Regions from separate parts of the Mus musculus genome. Here region 2 is linked to region 1. The links are chromatin contacts, called in public promoter capture Hi-C maps. All regions are on one chromosome and are shown on one strand. Each heading gives the region's core, a stretch centred on a gene start, on an enhancer-like site or on the middle of the called end of the contact. The rest is flanking DNA. Distances are from core to core; before and after follow the strand shown.

What was found. Promoter capture Hi-C pulls out the DNA fragments that hold promoters and counts their contacts.
Region 2: a contact with region 1 is called in a promoter capture Hi-C map of liver, with 3 times the contacts expected there. The contact joins the promoter of Sox6 here to the promoter of Btbd10 in region 1. A contact is called at or near these places in 3 of 39 promoter capture datasets (liver and pre-B cells).

What each region holds. Positions count from the first base shown.
Region 1 is chr7:113,365,400-113,370,907 of GRCm38.p6, forward strand. Btbd10 (BTB (POZ) domain containing 10) reads right to left here and starts at 3,940. Exons shown (of 11, transcript NM_133700.2): 1 at 3,800-3,940; 2 at 3,473-3,559.
Region 2 is chr7:116,036,364-116,041,545 of GRCm38.p6, forward strand. Sox6 (SRY (sex determining region Y)-box 6) reads right to left here and starts at 2,381. Exons shown (of 16, transcript NM_001025559.3): 1 at 2,314-2,381.

The DNA of each region.
Region 1 (5,508 bases), core at 2,690-5,189:
TGACTCTTTTTCTTTTGCCTCATTTTGGGACCCTTTTCCTCCTACTGGGTTGCTTCATTCAGGTTAATATGAGGTATGTTCCTAGTCTTGTCTTGATATTCTATGTACAGCTGCTATCCCTGGGAGCCCTGTCCTTTTCTGAAGGGAAACAGAGGAGGAGTGGATCTGGAGGAGAGGGTAGGTTGGGGCCAAGGAGCCAGGAGAGCAGTGAGGATGTAATAAATGAAAATAATAAACAAAATAAAAAATGGTTTTAAAACTCTCAGATAGGAGTATTTTATAAATGTAACACATCTTCTCTTTTCACCTCTTGCTCTAGAGAGAAGCAGGGAACTGATGAAGAGATATTAGCCTTGCTGAACTTAAAAAGACTGGATTAAACATAAGAAAATCTAGTATATGACCCACCCCCCAAAGTCATGACTTAAAAAACAATATCCTTTGCAGACTTCATACAGTTATAATTTATAATAAACTCAGTTGTGGAAGTCAGTCCAGTGTGTACAACTGCACAGTAACAAAGGAGTATTTAGCTAGTCCTTCTTCCTTTTTGAAACTGTTCCTTACCTGGCTCTCATGACTTTACCACTAAGATAAAGACTCTTACTTTGCAAGATCGACCTCTTGGGACTTGAGTGACCTATAAACTCCCATTCCTCACAGCCCAACAGAGCTTGAGCAGATTATGTGATTAAAATACTTCCTACTAGTGCGTAAATGAATTTTAATCCACAAGGTTCAATTCCACAAATGCCACTAAGTCATACTATGACACAAAGTTTAATCAAAGTACCCATTCTTCTTACTAGAAAAAACAATTTAAATCAATGCTTTCTGTAAAGAAGAGGCACCACAAGAATGTCTGTTTCACATCACACTTTCTTTATCCCATTCCCAAGCTTCACACTCTCCCCACGCACCAGGGGATCCATATGTCCTCTGGTAAAAGTCAATACCCAGGGACAGTGTGGTAAGGTATAGCAAATACTAAGTATTCAAATCCTGAGATGGACTATAGAGGGTATCCTGGACTTAATTTTACATATTAGGTACAAGTGTAATAAAGACCTTCTAAATAAACTAATATACTCTTTTAAGATACTTATAAATCAAATAATAAGCACAAATCAATAAAGTTTCTTCAGTTATTCCCGTAGTAAAATGTTAATATAGTCCCTCTTAAAGTATATATTTCAAGGTTATCAGTATATGCTTGCAACTGTGACAAGTACCAAATGAATTCTCATGTATACATATCTATGGGAAACTTTACTGGTTAGGCACAGTAACAATAATTAACAGTAAGATAGGAAAATTGTAATATACCCTAGTAAAACATTTCTGTGACTAGAGTATACATCTTAGCAACTTTAGCATGATTTTTTTCTTTCCCTATAAAGTTAGGGATGTTCACTTTTCTCACATACAAGCAGCATATTATGGCTTCTTGTTGACATAGACGAATTAGTAACAGCACTACTTTTGTACTGTGGGCCATCATTAAATAAAATAAGGGTTCTTGACCACACTGTAAAATTATCAGTCAGTCTGATAAACAAATTACTACTAAAGTAGCAGATGGATGGGAGCATATCCTAGTCAGATTCACTGGAGAAAGGGGTGGTTTACATTCCAGGCAGGGTAGTGTGAGAAACACGATTTTATCATTGAACTTGGAATAGTATGCAATTTAAAAATTATGTGCTTCTTATTTATAGATTTTTTTTTCCATTTAATGATTTCAAACCAGCAATAAACTACAAAAAAAACAAAAGTGTAGACAGACAATGAGAGACTACTTTAGAAATTATCTGTTTAATCTGTAGCCCTATATTTAAAGGGCACTAAACTATTTTATTAAGAGCTGACATTTTTTCACAGTCTTTCTAAAAATTTGTAATTCCAAACTGACATAGTTGACTTAAGCTTGTTTCTAGTTATAAAATTAATTCTGACCTATATACAGCTTCCTAAACCAAGACATAAAACATAGCTCTAAAATACTTTTATGTTAAAATACAACTGGGTTTGGCTGGGTCACATGAAGGTATCTTTGTTTTACTTGTCAATATTTCAAATATCAGGAAGTCGCACTTAAAATTCTAGAGTTCCTATATTCTTTTAAGAAGGCTGACAACTGACTGCACATTCATACAATTAATCAGACGGACTGAATACGGCTCAGAGGAGAGAAGCTCTCTAGCGCACTGACATGCTCATTATCTGCCTAGTACCTGAAGGCATGTGAAACTTACTCATTCTTATCTCTCTGAGAGACAGAGTATCTCCAGTTCAGTTGTACACTCCATGAGACCATTTAAATGTAAATGGTCACAAAGCAGACCACAGTTCTTTGTGATTTCATTTAATGTTTAAAAAAATACACAAGTCTTTGTGAAGAACAGAACAAAATTCAGACTTGTGGGAGGATAATACAGGAGGTAAAAAGCCTACCTGGAAGTTTGAATAGTGTGAAAAAATGTCTAACAAGCAAAACATCTCGCAGAACTTTCTGAACTCCGTTGCTCTGGGTCCTAACCACCCTCATGTTCCTGAAGCTTCCTTCTTACCTTTTCTCAACCCATAAGAATAAGCGCTGAGTACTAACCTCTGTGTTAGAAAAAACGATTAAGCCTAAAATCTCCAAAATTAACTGTCCTCGAAAACTATATTAACTCATCTTTACCTCCCATTTAGTAATTTTCCAAGTACTTTCTACTGCTTTCTGCTTAATATTCAGCATCAGTCCTTGGTTCAATGCCCACGGTTGAGTTCTAGATGGACTCTCCAGCGCAGAAACTTGTTCAGTCTTTACATTCACATGTCTTATTTTATCTTTCCATCCAATTTCTACAGTCTATTTCATTCAAAATTCATCCCTAAACCCCTCTCTAAAAAGTTTGGATCAAATTGGGCTGGTGGGGCAAGAGAAGAGTGGGAGGCAGGCAAGAACAGAAAGAAACCCAACTGCCAATCAATACACTGTACTGCTTCATTCAGATTGTTAGCTGAAATAAAAAGCGTGCAGACTCTTACATGGCTATAAAATAATTTCCTATACTAAATGCACAAAGTGGAAAACTTTTTTATAGCCTGGTCGTGGACTCCAAATACCAATAAGAGGCTAAGACTCAAAATTTTAAAGAGATAAAAAAAAAAAAAAAAAAAAAAAGACATGGGAACCCGGGAAAGACCGAGGTTAGGCACAGCACACTAACCCACATTGACAAACTAAGTGAAATCTCAGGTCCCCTCCAGCCCATACCCCAAAATCAGGGGTGTCAGAGGGCTTGTGACTCACAGAGAATAAATCTGAACCTTTTCTGGGCAAGTTAGAGTGGGAAACCAAGCTTTACCCTCGTTGAAACGGTTACAGAATAAAAGCACACAGCAGCACATCACAGGTGTCTCATCCTCCATCCAAAGGGCAACTCCCCCACCACCTTATCCCCAAACTGGGAGCCTTACTCACCGCCCTATTGTGATGCGCCTTCTTCGGTTTGTCGCCGCGGTGACCCAAAGATGACAGGAAAGGGGCGGGGCACTGGGTTACTCTGCCCTGGAAAGGAGGTGTGAGAAAATAGCTTTTTTTCCCCTGGGAAAAGGCCTCCAGACTCCTAACCCAAAAAGCAGCTCCCTTCCCCGCCTCTCCGGACCCGGTGCTCAAGCGGGCAGCCCCGAGCACCGCGCCCCACGCTCCTGGAGCCGCCGCCAGCCTCCCGGAGCCCGGTTCACAGCAGCTAGCCTCGCCCTCGGCTTCCACTACAAACCCAGCCGCCCGCACCCGGCCCGCTCCAACCTGCTGGCCCCTGAGACGTCCACCGAGGGTCTTGGGGAAGAGCTCCAAGAGAGAGCGACGCTCCGCTCCCTCCGCCCACTGAACCGGACCCCTCCGGTGCTAGGTGTGAGGCGGCCGCTCCACCGGCTGCGCCTACCAGAGCCGCCCCGGCAGGTTGCAGGCCGGCTCCTTAGCTGCTTCTCGCGAGACTTCGCATTAGGAAGAGGTGAGGCGAAGCGAGTTCTCGCGCGAAGGACGGAGCTCCTCCCACAGTAGGCGTGTCACCGGGGCACTGAGAGCCTGAGTAGTGTCTCCGCGGTCTCGGTTGGCAGTGCTGTCCCGTAGCTTCCCCGCGAGCGCTTCTCTGCGCGGTGAGCCAAGAGCAGTCTCAGGCCACCTCCACACCTCTGAGCACACCCTCACTCCACGCTTCCTGTCACCGTTAGGCAAAAGCCGGACGGCGTCTCCGGGCCAGTAAAAGCAGTGCCTGGGAGTCTTCTTCTAGGAGAGCGTTTCTGTCAGCAGGGCGAACGCCCGGGTCGCCTTCCTCCGCGGGGTCCGCGAGCTGGTACGGGCAGCACGAGGCGTTGGCAGGCGGTGGTCCGGAGGTCGCCGCTTCCCCGCGGCCGCCGCTTGGTTTGCAACGCTCTGCTTGGTTTGAAACCCTCTGTTGTTGGCGGGAACCGGTGCACCAGCTGACACGCCTGCGGTGGCGCCACCTCTGGGACGCGGAGAATCAGCTGAATGGGTTGAGTTTCTGGCGGGCAAAAGCTCGCCAAAGTAGCACTCCGGTGTCACCGAACCCACCGTGTGCCTGATGGGAGGCTCTAAAAGAGATGGAAAAGTGAGGAAGTCACCTCCCCGGCGCTCAAAACTCTCCCCTCCCGGGACTCAGACCCACAGAGGAACGGATAATCCTCTTTATGCTTGCTACAGAACATACTCCCCTTAGTGAGTGAGCTGTAGGAGCTGATCTGAGACAATCCTGTTGAGAACCCCTCAGTGCAGTTGCTCGCTCCTCTGGTCTTGGGATTGCGAAGGGTGGCAGAAGCTGAAAGATTGAGTTCCAGGTGTTTCTGGGCTAACGTGAGATCTCATCTCAAAAAGCAGCCCTCCACTAGGGAGTGGCATTTGAGTCCAATTTTAAAGATCAGTAGAAGTTCCCCCATTTTGAGAAGAGAGGGAAGGGCATAAACAAAACCCAATACATGTTTCAGTATTTTGGTAAGAAAACTGTTTTGTGAAAAGAACTTTGTTTAAAATCTAGTTACTGTAAGAAAAAATTCCTTGGGTCCCATATGTGATACCACGTGTTTTTCAAACCAACATTTATGCTAAGTAAATTATCATTTGAAGTGGAAAACTGGTAGCAGGCATACTTTCCTCCTGAAAATGCTTAAATATCAGAGACCAAAGGAAGACAAAGATTATTGTTACATAGTGTACACGTTTTTTTATAGCCAACATTCTACATTCTTGGAAATTGCTGAAAATCTTAAAAACATTGTAAAAAGAGCAAGCTAATGAGGCTTGAATATGAATAATGTTCAAAGAAACCTCAAGGAAACCCTCAACAATAGCAAAGTCCTCCCCAATCTTGATACAGTTTTCTGTAATTTATCTCAAATAAAGTAACTGTAGCACAAGTTGGGGGTAAAGATCAAACTGGATTCTTCATTCCCTTATGTCTAAATTGAAGCTGTCATTTTTCTAATGAAAGGTTTTGACCA
Region 2 (5,182 bases), core at 1,131-3,630, 2.7 Mb after region 1:
GGAAAACAACTGGAGGGTTCAGAGTTTAGAGGCTGTGTGTTAAAATGGCTTGAAGGCTGGTTGGAAGGAAAGGAGTCCTTAACAAGAAATGTTGAGATTTCCATTGCTCACAACTGCCTCCAGATAGCACAACTAGAGAACCATGAAGGGTACCTAGTAGGCCAGATTTTTATTTAGCAGTGTTCCTTAGAACACTGGACCGTCCATAGACCTAACATCCAGAAGGAAAGTCCAAATCTGCACTTCCATCTGAGAAAGCTTCCCCCATTTGTGTCTGAGCAAGGCTCCACCTGGCCCAGCTCTGAATTCCTGAGCCTTGAACTCTTCAGCTGCCTCAGCTGCCTTCCTGAGAATTCAAACCAGAAACCCTGTCCAGAAACCCTGTCCAAATCCTACAGGTCAAACCAAATGACCTGCCCTAAAAAGCTGCAAAGAGAAGTGCCAAGATAGGTGTCAAAGACCAATTCGCAGGGAAGAGCCATTCAAACAGATGAGCCATTGCATAAGCAAACATGGGCGCCACTGGGTTCCTCCTAATTGCTGAGGCAGGTTTGGCTTTCCCAATACCAGCACATTGGTCTTTTAAAATCACAGAGTATTCTGGGATCTGGGAAGCAGAACCAGCCGACCAGAAAACAGGCCTCTGGGCTGGCGGGAGGCAAGAAGGAAAAGAAAAAGATTTCTGTGATCCAAGGCCCTAGTACCTTCTGAAAAGGAGCTCAAGAGACCGCTTTAGATTTCAAGTCATAAACTAGTACCAAAGTAGATGGCTGAGGGGCAAACAACCCAGAGCAGGTGACATATTTCGTCCCAAAGGAAGAACACTAAAGTTTGGGGTCTGGGCGTCACAATCCAGACTGCACTGGGTGACATGTGGCCCGGGGGAAGTAGGGGTGTGTGCTTGCTAAGGGTTTCCTCCAAAGCCTTGAGCACCAGCTGTACTACGCAAGTGGGTGAGGCAGAAAGCCAGGCATCCATCCGCTGGTCTGGTGGGCTTCCCACCTGATCCGCACGCCTGCGGGTTCCAAGAAGTCTATGAAGGGCACCCGACACCGCATCCCAATCCTGGAACACACAAGCTCACTTCTAGGGTCTGGAGCCAGCTCGACTTGAACCCAGCCTTTGAAATGCCAGGACTGAGAAGGGAAGAAGAGGCCAGCGGGTGGGGCTGACTTACCTGCCTGCTGCGGTTGCTGCCTGGGCGCCCGCTGTGTTTGTGTCCCTTTGCACCTCGACCAACCAAAGGCAACTCGGCTTTGTTAAGTTTGGCCTCGCACCTCCAGAGAAGAGGCACGAACTGGCAGAGACAAGGCGCGTTCCTGGAGAGAGGTTCCCCCTGAACTTGGGAAGGGCAATGCAATTAATCCTGCTTCAGAAGTTAATATTTAAAACACCCACGCAAAGAGAGAGAGAGAGAGAGAGAGAGAGAGAGAGAGAGAGAGAAGAAAGAAAGAAAGAAAGAAAGAAAGAAAGAAAGAAAGAAAGAAAGAAAGAAAGAAAATAGAACAGCCGTTAAAACCTCGAATTCTCCCTTTGAAAGGCTCTTTTACACTAACCGGGCGGATCATTCAGACCTACATGACTTCATCTTAAGGTGGCCAACTTCTCGCAGGAAGGGCTTCATGGCTACTGTGTAAACAGGACAAATATGTCACTCACTCCAAAACACCAAGGAGAACTTTTAACAAAACGAAGAGTATGTGAACGAGTGTAAAAGGCAAAAGGGAAGAAGTTGAAAAACTTTAATTACAGCGTGGAGAAAAGTTTTCGCCATTGGTCTCCTTAACCCTGGATGACAAACACCCAAGCGCTCTCGCAGCCCGCGGCACTTTTGTTTAAGTTTGGGAGAAGCAGATAGTATCAGCTCCCAAATAACAGTGCCCTTGGGACAGGCAGTGCCTCAAAGAGGTTGGAACTCGGGTTTCAGCAACAAAAGCAAACTGTGAATAATATTCTTCGTCCTTTAAGATAGCATTTCGCAGAAGGACAAGGCACTGCGCCTGTACTTTAAACGGATGGAGAATAACATTAAATTTCATCTGAATCTGAGAGTCATCCAGTTGAAAAAAGCATAGCCACGGTGACAAGAGCAACAGAGCACTGTCACAAAGGTAGGAAAAGTGGTAAAAATGCATGAACTTCTGTTTTCAAAGAACAATAAAGATAAATAAAAAGTAAGTTTTCTAGACATGCCTTTCCTAGCTTAGGAAAGTTAATTTCCCAATGTGCTTTTGCTGTCAAAGGTGCAAAGCCAAGGCGAGGGAGTGCGTGGCTGGAATCTGCATGCTGATAAGAGAAGGGTGATGTACTTACAGTGACAGAGGGCAGGCTGCGGGAGAAAAGCTGTTTGTGTTAGCCTGCGAGTTACCCAGGGCTGCAGTGAGAGCCGAAGGGAGGAGGCGTGGGAGTGCCCGTCTGCGTACACCTTCACCGCGTCTCATTACATCTGCCAGCCTCTCTCTCCCTCTCTCTTTCATTTCCACATTCCCTTTGTTCCTGAAAAAAAAAATCTACACGTCACATCAGAGTCCCCAGATGCAGTCTACACCAAAGAAAAAAATGAATAATTCAATCAAACTGTGCATAGTCTCTAAGGCAATAAATCTATCGCACTTAAAGAAACGAAGGGTAATTACTACCATAGAATTAGAATAAGGCCAAAGACCAGAGATGTCGCTGAGTCTCTGGATAAACTCCACAGTCAAATAAAGTTTCATTTATTTGATCCTTTTTACATCTTGAACGGGAAGTCAGACAAAAAATTAAACTTATTTTAGAGCTATTCGCATCTTTTGAAACACTGTCTAGAGAGTGGGGGAGGGTATTAGAGGGTCTACCTTGTTCAAAAGCTCCCAAAGACATCAGCTGAGCGCCCGGCACAGACACCAACCAAGACAATGCGTGCTGGTGGAGTCTGTCCAGAGCCCATTTCTCCCACTCCACCCTCCTCCACTCCCCTCTCAACAGCAGAGCGCCCTCCGCTAGCCCACAACTGTGACTCTACAGGAGGGCAGCTGTAATCTGAGAGCCTTACCTGCGGCAGTGCGAAGACCCCAAAGAAACTGTCTTTCGCTGCCACCAACACCCCGTGCCATTCCTACGCACCCCTCCAAAGTCCTGTAACCATCTAGTTCTTCCATCTGCCTACAAGAAACTGTATACCGGATTTCCCCCCCCACGACTGAATGGAAGCTCTATACGGAACTGACTTCTGGATATGCCTTGGGTTGAGTTAAAGCGATGTCTGGAAAGGAAAAGAAGGGGAGGAAAAAAGGAGGGGGCAGCTCAAGCCCTATCCAAGTTAGTCAGAAGGCGGTGTTAGGCGGGAAGCGCCTACGGGAGAAACAGCTGGGCTGCACACTGGCCGTGCAGATCGCAGTTCTAGGAACCGTGTCCTTCGTCCCTGAGGTAAGACTGTATGACTGCCGCATGCTTATTCTTTCACTGTCCGTGTCTCTCTTCTCCGCCCACAACTACCCCTACCCCTAGGGTCGGCCTGCGCGCACCCTAGAGGACTCCAGCGCAGCAAAGAGTTGTATATACCGGAGCCACTCATAAATCGTGGGTGTCACTGAACAGAGATCTGCAAACCTGCTGTTTGCCACAGCAATCAAACCCTCTGTCCTGCCAGTTGCTCACTGACCCAGGGTACTCAGGCCGCACAGTGGGCAGAAGCCCGGACCAGCCAGATCACAGGGGACGGGAGGGGGGTTGGGGGGACTGCAGGCTCAGGTGACGCCAGGAAAGCTCCAGCGTCCCAAACGGGGCTAGTTTCCATCCTAGAAGCGCTTCTGCCTGCTTCGGCGATACAGAAGCGCAGGCTACGCGCACGTGCGTGTACACACAGAAAGAGAGTCATTCAGTCATTCAGTCACGCACGAACGCACGGCTGACATTCCGGCCCAACGATCCATCTACAAGGGCCCCTTTAACAGTCAATTCAGCTCTCGGAGGAGCCGCTGGGAAACTGGAGTTCGTGGAGGAGCCCATGGGTGCCAACTGCCAGTGCAGCCTTTGTTTACGTGCCTCGGTCGCCACCTTGAGGTGGAGCTCAAGAGTGCGCTGGGCTCAAAGCCACTACGACCCATCATGCAGGCAGAGCTGGCAGCCAGGACGACCTCCGGGACAGTTTTTGTTTTGTTTTGTTTTTTGTTTTTTGTTTTTGTTTTTGTTTTTGTTTTTGTTTTAAGCCTACGAAGGTCCCCCTGGAGCAGAGGAGTCCCGGAAGCCGTACTGCTGGGAAACCCAGATCAGAAGATGGCAGAGCGACACCTGCAAAGTAGCTAATGCCAGTACTCAGTGCATTCTCTCACTAGACTACAAACCTGGGGTTAGAGAACAGATCCGAGACCCGGACTTTCAGCACTAACTACCCAGGCAGGGAACGGGTAGATACCTTGAGAAAGACACAGCCTCGGCTCCTACAGGACGGAGGTCATGGCTCAGGGCGGCCTCGGCCTCCCTTGGGTTCCTTTGCTTGCTCTTCGATGGGAGACAAAGGTACTTAGAGATGCAAGCAGTCATAAGCAGAGGTCTTAAGATGAGAACTGAAAACAAGAGAGGAACGTTGAGACAGCATAGCTATGTGCTGCAAAAGCTGAGTCTCAAGTGTCCCACTTCCCAAAAACTCAGGCCTTCTGGGCACCTTAAGAATAGGTTTGGCAAAACAGTAGTGTGCTATTAATTGTATCACCTGCTTCCATCGTCTTAAGCTCATTTTCACTCACTGCTCTGCAGATATATTTGCAGTTTGTATATCAGGCTTTTAAGAGCCCTCTTGTTGAATCTTGCAACAACCTACTGCAGTTGTTCTTTGTTATTCCTGGACAACTGCCTTCAAGACTTGGAGGCATCTTACAAAGCCATCCCAAAGGTTCTCCTCAGAGAACTGCCCTGAGAACACTTCTGAGATTTTTCACTGCTGCTTGAGTACATAAATGTTATTTAAATATGATGTTTTACAAAAGGAGAATTGTTTAAGAAAAAGGACACTTGGGAACTATTTTGAGTTATATGAAAGCTTAAACCAGGACTGGCTGACACCAGCTGTGGCCTCCAGTATTTGGCCAGCAATAAATAAATGAAAGAAAATTTGTAAATAGGTCCACAGCAATATGATGCTAATAGCCAAGAGGAAATGTTTTCTCTGAAAGGAGAAGCAACAAGCCTCGAAGCCAGACCT